Regions from separate parts of the Rattus norvegicus genome. Here region 1 is linked to region 2. A link is a contact called in public Hi-C data. All regions are on one chromosome and are shown on one strand. The core of a region is the stretch at or near the end of the contact, and the rest is flanking DNA. Distances in the headings are between cores, read along the strand shown.

What was found. Hi-C and Micro-C count contacts between places; a contact is called where the count stands out from the background.
Region 1: a contact with region 2 is called in a Hi-C map of liver, with 4 times the contacts expected there. The contact joins the enhancer-like site here to the promoter of Hgf in region 2. A contact is called at or near these places in 2 of 12 Hi-C or Micro-C datasets (kidney and liver).

The regions. Positions count from the first base shown.
Region 1 is chr4:19,797,022-19,800,814 of GRCr8, forward strand. No RefSeq gene overlaps it. Among named protein-coding and RNA genes, the nearest start is that of Hgf, 98 kb to the left of the region's middle. Within about 2 kb of position 2,485, at least 9 of the 93 cell types and tissues checked have an H3K27ac peak or open chromatin away from gene starts, as enhancers often do. A contact at or near this core is called in liver, where this site is marked.
Region 2 is chr4:19,698,682-19,702,678 of GRCr8, forward strand. It overlaps Hgf (hepatocyte growth factor), which reads right to left and starts at 1,786. Exons shown (of 18, transcript NM_017017.2): 1 at 1,554-1,786. The coding sequence starts at 1,644. It overlaps LOC103692033 (a long non-coding RNA gene), which reads left to right and starts at 985. Exons shown (of 4, transcript XR_005503418.2): 1 at 985-1,128; 2 at 1,386-2,933.

The sequences.
Region 1 (3,793 bases), core at 1,235-3,734, 99 kb after region 2:
GGTAACAGAATCCAATGTTCTCTTCTGGTGTGTCTGAAGACAATTAACAGTGTACTGACATACATAATATCTTTTAAAAATGTTTTCAATTAATATTATAGCTAGGTACAATGAACAAGGCAATTTTAAAAGTTCAAAATCCTACATTTACACAATGCATTTTAATTCGAAGTTATACTACCTAGAATTTTGTGGTATGATCCCATATACCTGAAGAATTGTTAGCACTTTAGGTGTTAAGCTTAATCATTAAAAAGTTATTTTTCAAAAAATAAAATATAAAAACCAGTATCAGATAATTTTTTTTCTACTTCCAAAATATATCTCGCTTATACAAAATCTGTTTCCATATATCATTCATTAGTCCTCTTCAATAACCTAGTCAATAAGACTTGCAATTACAGGATATGACTGACTTGATTTTTCAAGAATTGTGTCAAAGACTTGTTGGCTGTAAAGCAAGAATTTCACGAAAGGAAGCTTGCATGATTTTTATCTAAAGCTAAATGAAGAAGATATGGGTCAAAAATCAACAATATTACCAAAGGGCTTCAAACAGACTAATTGTTTTTCTGGGTGTGGTATTTTCACCTCACAGAAAGTCTGCTCTTCCCTTTGCCTGTTATGCATTTAACTTCAAGCTTTACCATTTAGGATTTCGACTCTGTGCCAATGCCTTAAATGGCAAGGTGTGAACCTTCTCGGGACCCAATCAGTTAAGTTATATAGCTCAGAGGAAATGGGTCACAAGCTGAATTTCATACGGTCTTTCCCATTTCAAAATTGCTTGTGATTTTCCAGTAGCAAGGCACAAGATGACCCTATCTAATTTGATAATGTTTCATTGAAAACAAAGAATAGAGTTATCTTTTCAACAGACTTCCTGTTGGCCAGTGTGTGACATCACTAATCTGCAAAATACTAGCCACACCAACCGACTTCTTTAGGTTAATCAAAGGGATGGTGTTGTTCGGTCGCCTTGCCTTACGTAAGTTAATATTTCGTAATAGGCCTGTGCATTTTTTAATGAATAGACCTATGTCTCAGAAACTATTGCATTTTTTGAAAAGATTAAAAACACATAAAGACATGCAAAATGTAAATTGTGTAAGAGAAATCATCATTCTTCTGATTCTTATTGCAGCCCAAGCTGGCTAGGAGTTCACTATGAGTCTCACAGTGTCCTTGTGATCCTTCCGCCTCGGTCTCCTAAATGTTGACATTACAAGTACATACCACCATTCCCACCTTAAAATGTATAAGAGCTCAAATACAAGAATAATAACAAATGAACATATAAGAGGGTAGGGCAGGAAGATGATGAATTCAGGGCAGCCTGGTCTGCATAAGTCCAGCCGATGCTACAATCGCATCTAAACACCATCTCCAAAGACAAGTAAATAACAAATTCTTCCAAATAAATAAATTAATTAATTATTTTGTTGTTGTTATTGTTGTTTGTTTTTTATTTGATTTGTTTTGTTGAAACAGGGTTTCCTGCAGAGCCCTGGCTGTCCTGGAACTCGCTCTGTAGACCAGGCTGGCCTCAAACTCAGAAATCCGCCTGCCTCTGCTTCCCAAGTGCTAGGACTAAAGTCACCACACCCAGCTTATTTTCTTATTTATTAAAAATGAGAAGATATGAGTTATTGTCTTGCCATATTGTCATGTTAAAACTAAACATGCCCAGTTCAAGCATATGTGATTTGTATGGACACCATTTTTTTTTTTTTTTTTTGTCTTTTAAGGCCTATCCCCATTTTATTTGCCACAAATAGAGTCAAGTTAGAGTCACAGCAGGAAATGTCACAAAAGATAAAGTATCCTTTAAGGTCAAACAGAATTTAGTTGTAGCCTTTATTCTTCCTTTTACATATTTGCATCATCCTCGAATTTCTTAAACTTCTTAAACATCTGTTTTCTTACCTTCAAGAGGCCACAGTGTCATTATGAAACACATTGTACTAATAAAAATCTAAGGTATTTAATAAACTCTATATAAGGCTTATGCTGTTTAAAAAATTAAATTTAACTCCTTTTTAACTAAGAAGTTTTACAGAGACTTAGTCTTTTCTTAATGGTACCTACAGCAAGGCAACCAGCTTGTCACCGTTTGTCTTGAGTGACCAGATTGATTCCATGTAAGCCAAATGTTTATGAAGGTTCCGGAAGAGAGGGTATTTGTTTGAGGTTTATATGGGTCTTTTAGACTAATTTGGACTCTGGATGTTTACTCTCGTCCTTTATTCTGCTTGCAACAAGATAACTGAACGGAGATAGAAGGAATGTTTGGAGTTTGGTTTACCCTCTCATGGTCTTCATTAATGCTCTGTGGGTGTTGTTCTTTGCAGAGGCCAAAGTTCGTGGTTCTGTTTTATAATTGCAGCTCGCTCTTTCCGACTTTCGTCCAGAAGCATCAGCTTTATCACTGCTTGTGAGATTTACAGCGCTTCCTTCCGTCCTCGGCTTGCTAATAGGCAGTTGTTGAACTCCCCGGAGTCCCGGCTAGGAAATATGAGCAGTATGTAATTGCTACAGCTGGAATCGCATTCCACTTCAGAAGCTCCTTAACAGCATTCTCAGATGTGTGAATATCCATTAGTGACCCAGGGGGATTTCTCCCTGGCACCAAGTGTACCTTTATGAGGGGCCTGGATGATGAGACTGTCCCTCCCATGAGCTCGAAAGGGAGGCAAAAGGCTCTGGGTTTGGAGGTTGGTGAGTTCAAAACGAAAATGTGTGGGAACACAGAGTGCTCACAGAAGAGAAATTTCAAAAGGAAAATCATAAAACTTGGCCCTGGGGTATGTTCAGTTTAAATTTATACTAAGTAACTAGCTAATATGTTTATCAAAACATCCAAGGGCAACAGGGCCAAGCAACATGATTTGATCTTCCTCTGTCTGTTTATGTGGATAGTAATTGACAGTAAGCAACGCTGAACTTTCACTTCCTGTTCACTGCAACTAGGACAGACAATACTGGGGCAATGACTCAGTCCCCCCTGCAGCAACTGCACACGAGAGAAAAGCTTCCTGATTTCACCAGGCTCGTTTTCAGTCTTTCTAACACTGACTCCACACCACAAGTGTCCATAGCTTCTGCTTTTGCAACAACACTGATAGCTGCTCCTCTCTAGACGAACTAGAATTAACAAGGTACCCTTCAGTTGTCAGATGACAATAGAAATAGATGTGGTAGTTATGTCTGTCACACAAGAGAGGTGCCGTGATGCTTTTGCACACAGAGCTGACACTTGTACATTTGTACCCTTGGAGGAAAAGACTGCATGTTCACAGGGCACACAAAGACAATTCTCCAGTCAGGTTTGTCAAACCCATTACATTAAGCAAGTGAGGAAGGATTTTCAATCAGAATCTCAGCTGTATCTGGTGGCTACATAGTTTACCTTTCAGGGCTCCTAACAGAAACCTCTGTTTCTATGGGCATTATGTATCATAATGAAGATCAGAATTACCAATACATGGCTTTAAGTAACTGCTATGAGACATAAATAAATACACAGACAATAAAGTAATAAAACAGGCATATAATTAAAATTAGAAATGTAATAGGCCAAGAGTCCTGGTTCGTATGGCTTGTGGAGAGACAGGTATTCTGATTTCGTCCAGGAAAGCGTGTTTCACAATCCTGGATACACATTAGAATCACCTAGGGAGCTTTTTAAAAAACTGTTGCTGGAGTCCCACCTCCAGAAATGCTGATTTAATGGGTTTGTGGTGAACCTGAGTATAGGCATTTATTAAAAGCTCCCCAGATAATTTTAACAGCC
Region 2 (3,997 bases), core at 536-3,035:
TTGATGACAATTTTAGCATTATCCATTTCAGAAATTATTCATAACATATATCTGTAATTCCCAATGGGCCTCCCCTGGCCTGCCAACATACTCTCAGGCCACTCTCTCTACACTCAGGAAACACAGTCATTTCAACATTAGCCAAAGTGAAGTATAATTACAAATGTATGTCTCCTGCCAAAACTGTGTGATGCACGCCAGAAACAAATAGACATTGTCTATGGTCGATCTACTGTTTGGGTTTTCCAAACTGAAATCTTGCATTAGCTCAGCTCAGCTCAGGTAATCATACTTCCAGGGAATAGCATTTTAATCGTCGAAAAGGGAAACTGGTAAACTGGACCAAGGTTAAAACTTAGGTTAACACCCATAAATAAGCAACGTTCTAAAGATCAACCTTAATGTGACACATCTTTAAGTTCTTTCCCTCTTGATCAAGAAACTTTGCCTACACAGTTTCAAAGGCCCCTTTCCAAAGTATCTTTTTTTCCCACAAGGAATCTCTCCCCAGTGCAGAAAAAACAGGTGGGTTCAATATTTTTTTATTAGCACTAGCTTCGTCTTGTATTGCATTGGATACTAGATTAGAGGTGTGATGAATGTCATAGTGCACTTATCTCAAATTATGAGGCTGTTTCTTTGTTTTCTCAGTTTTAAAAGGTCACCTATCTGTTGTTGGCTGTGCATTTCTTACAGCCTTTATTTCCCTGTGCCTACCCTAAAGTTCACTGCCTTCTCCGGCTGGCAACCCAGGCAAGCCACTACAATAATAACACAACCAAATGCAGATGCTTCCTCTGCTCTTGATAATAAGAGATAACTTCCTATACCAGCAGATGAGATCCCTAAATGCCCAGGAAATCTGAACAGGTCCCAGAGTCTCCTCCTCATTCTGCAAATCAGAGTAAGACAGGGACAATTCCACTGCATCAATCCAAGTCACATTAGTGTTCCTCCCTGCACTGCAGCATCAGGAGCGATCATGCCTACACCCCCACCCCCATCCCCAGAAGGGGAGCTTGGAGAGGAAAGCTTTCTGTTTCATTTTTATAACATTCATTGTACTCAGAACTTAATCCACCTTCTCCAAGTGAAGACCTGCATAATGTCAAAATTTGGACCCGAGGGGTGAGTGGATGGACCCTTATCGGAAATTCTCCTTTGGGAAATGAGTCCCTGGTTAAATTGACCATCACTCTCCTCTCTTCAATTCAGAATCTGTCTTCGTTTTTAAAACTTGGCCAAACCAGCAAAGTTCCAGCCAGTGTTAGCACTTCATTCCTATCCCATAATTTTGGATTGCTTGGCTAAATGAGGTGGGGCCTGGTGGGGGGATGGGGGTATCATTGAGAGATGTTAATTGTTTTTAAATGTTTCTCAAACAGAAAAGGAATGTCCAAAGAAATCAAAATGAGAGGTTTGGAAGCCCCACACCACCCTTGGAATTAAGAAAAGATGCTGGAAATAGGGTAGAGAGCTTCTTGGAAGGAAAGCGCAAGGTCAGAAGGAGACTTAAAGCAACCACAATCTCCATGAAGCAGAAGTAAACTTACCTGCATAGGGGATGGTGACAGGAAGCAGGAGGAGGTGCAGCAGGACATGCTGCAGCAACAGGACCGGCAGAAGTTTGGTCCCCCACATCATGCTTGCAGTTCGAGCAGGCTGATCCCTCTGCAGGAGATGCCGGGCTGAAAGAATCCTGTTGCAAGCCGGTCGGTTCTGAGCTGCTTTTATTGCGATGAGCTAAGTTTGTTGTGTGATTAACTGGAAAGATCTAGGACTAAACTCCCTCTTACGGTAAGAAACTGTTTAACAACAGCCCTTTACTCTCTTCCAGCCCCTTCCTTTCCTTAACCCCCCCCCAACAAGCAACAGATCCCAGCTCTCCCCACTCCACTCACTCCCCCTCCCAGAAAGAAACTTACAAAGCAAAGGTCACCTGGCCCGAGGCCAGCTGCAATTTAGAAGCCTGAGCTCCAGATCCTTGTGGCTCCTATCCGAGTAGGGAAGGGAGGAGCAAGACTCAGCCCAATCGCTAAGTCAAGGCACAGGCTGAACACCAATTCGCCCCGTTTGAACAGGAAAATGCATGTGTTTACATATCTATCTGGGAAAAGAGGAAGGGGAAGCAGCATAAGAGGAGAGCGGAGCAGCCCTTCTGCCAAATGAGCCCCAGCTCCTAGTCTGCGAGCTTGCAGTGTTGGAGAGATTCGGGGATGAACACTGACCCCAGTTCCCGGGATTTTAAGGAAAGTAAGAGAAGAGAAAGGGAGTCAGGGGGGCAGAACCCAGGTGAAAGAGGGCAGGTAAGAAAAGGGTGTGGCCTTGAGGGATGAGAAGAAATAGCAACAGAAACAAAACACTCAGGGTTTCAGGCCAGAAAATTGCCCTGTCCAGTGGACTTTCCTCAGAAGAGCTATCCCCAAACCACTGCAAAAGGATCCCAAATACATTTTTCAAATGTCTGTTTTCTGATGTATCTGTTGATAATTTCCCTTAAACCATCTAAGGGACAGACATGGCCCGTTTCTTATCCCTGACAAGCAAACAGATACTGGTTTTTCTAACCTTGTACACAATCACATATGTCCACATGTCAGTATGTATGCATGAAGAATTTCACTAGAGACCCATTGGGCTATTTTAATTCCTAAGTAAGGTCTCAACCTCTTTCCTCCTACACACACCCACAGCACCACGGTCTTCGGGGAGGGAGGGGGCAGAGGGGCTCTGATCCCTGAGTATCACGTTTTGGTGAGATCATTGCCCAGACTTCTCCTTTTATTACAACACGAGGAGGGTGCTCTGATGTGTCAGAGAACAGAGTACAGTGTTTCTGAGATGGATACTCAGAAGAACGAATACCTCTTTAGAGAAAGAGAAAGTCAACAGAATGTGAGACCTTCTCTGGAGTAGCCTGCAACCCTACAGAGGTACCAAGGGCAAAATTAAAGTCGGTAGCAGGATGGCCTGTCTCCACCTCCACCAGCAAAGGCAGATCTCTCCACCCTCCTCAGCATAACTACAGCTACCTGCAGAGACAAGAGAAAGGAAAGAGGGGAGGGGACAAGGGGGAGGCAAGAAAAGAGAAAAGGAAGGAAAGAAGGAAGAGAGGTAGGAAAAGGGAAGAGGAAAGAGAACAAGGGGGAGGGAGAAGGAAGGAAAGAAAGAAGCTGGCTGATAGGTCCCTGGGCTGTGGAGTATCTAGTGATGAAGGAGAATTCCTTTGAAGGACTTTATTTTTTAATTATATGTATATGAGTGTTTTGCCTGCCTTTATATCTGTGTACCGCTTGCATGCCTATTGCCTACGGGAGCCAAAAGAGGGCATCAGATCTTCTGGAACTGGAGTTGCAGATGGCTGTCCTTGAACTCGGGGACTTTGGAAGAACCATCAATGCCAAAGGATCTACTTTCTATTACCTGTTTTCCGATGCTCTTTTTCTTTTCACCACTTCTGGGTATAAAAGCTAATTCAAACACACTTTTTAAAAGTTTCCCTCCCACGTTCCTATTGTCTATTTTACTTTTTAAAGCGGGCATGTGCCTCTTCTAAAAATCTCAGTTTCCATCTGTCACCGACCACGACTCTAAGTTGCCCTACCGCATGTCTAGAGCTTTGTTGGAGAGTAAAGGGGATTTTAAGGAAACAGTTTCCCCTGTAAATTTGTAGGTAGAATGAATGGACTGAAGTGATCTGTGTTTCTGTTTGTTCCTCTTCTCTCATGAGGACCTCGCCCTCCCTGAGGGTCTTCTCATTCTATGGCCAGTTAATAGTTGCTGAAGGAATTACATTTTCTTATGTGTGTGCCCACAGTCTTGTGATCCGTCCTAATGACACTCATCGGTCACCCCATCCTTCACAAAATAAAAACCTTTAGAGGTAGAAGGGGGACTCTCTGGGAAGAGAAAGGGGAACAGTAGAGAAGGAAATGGATGGGAAAATGATAATTTGGCAATAAATTTGATCAGAATATACTATGTCAAAGTGTCATAA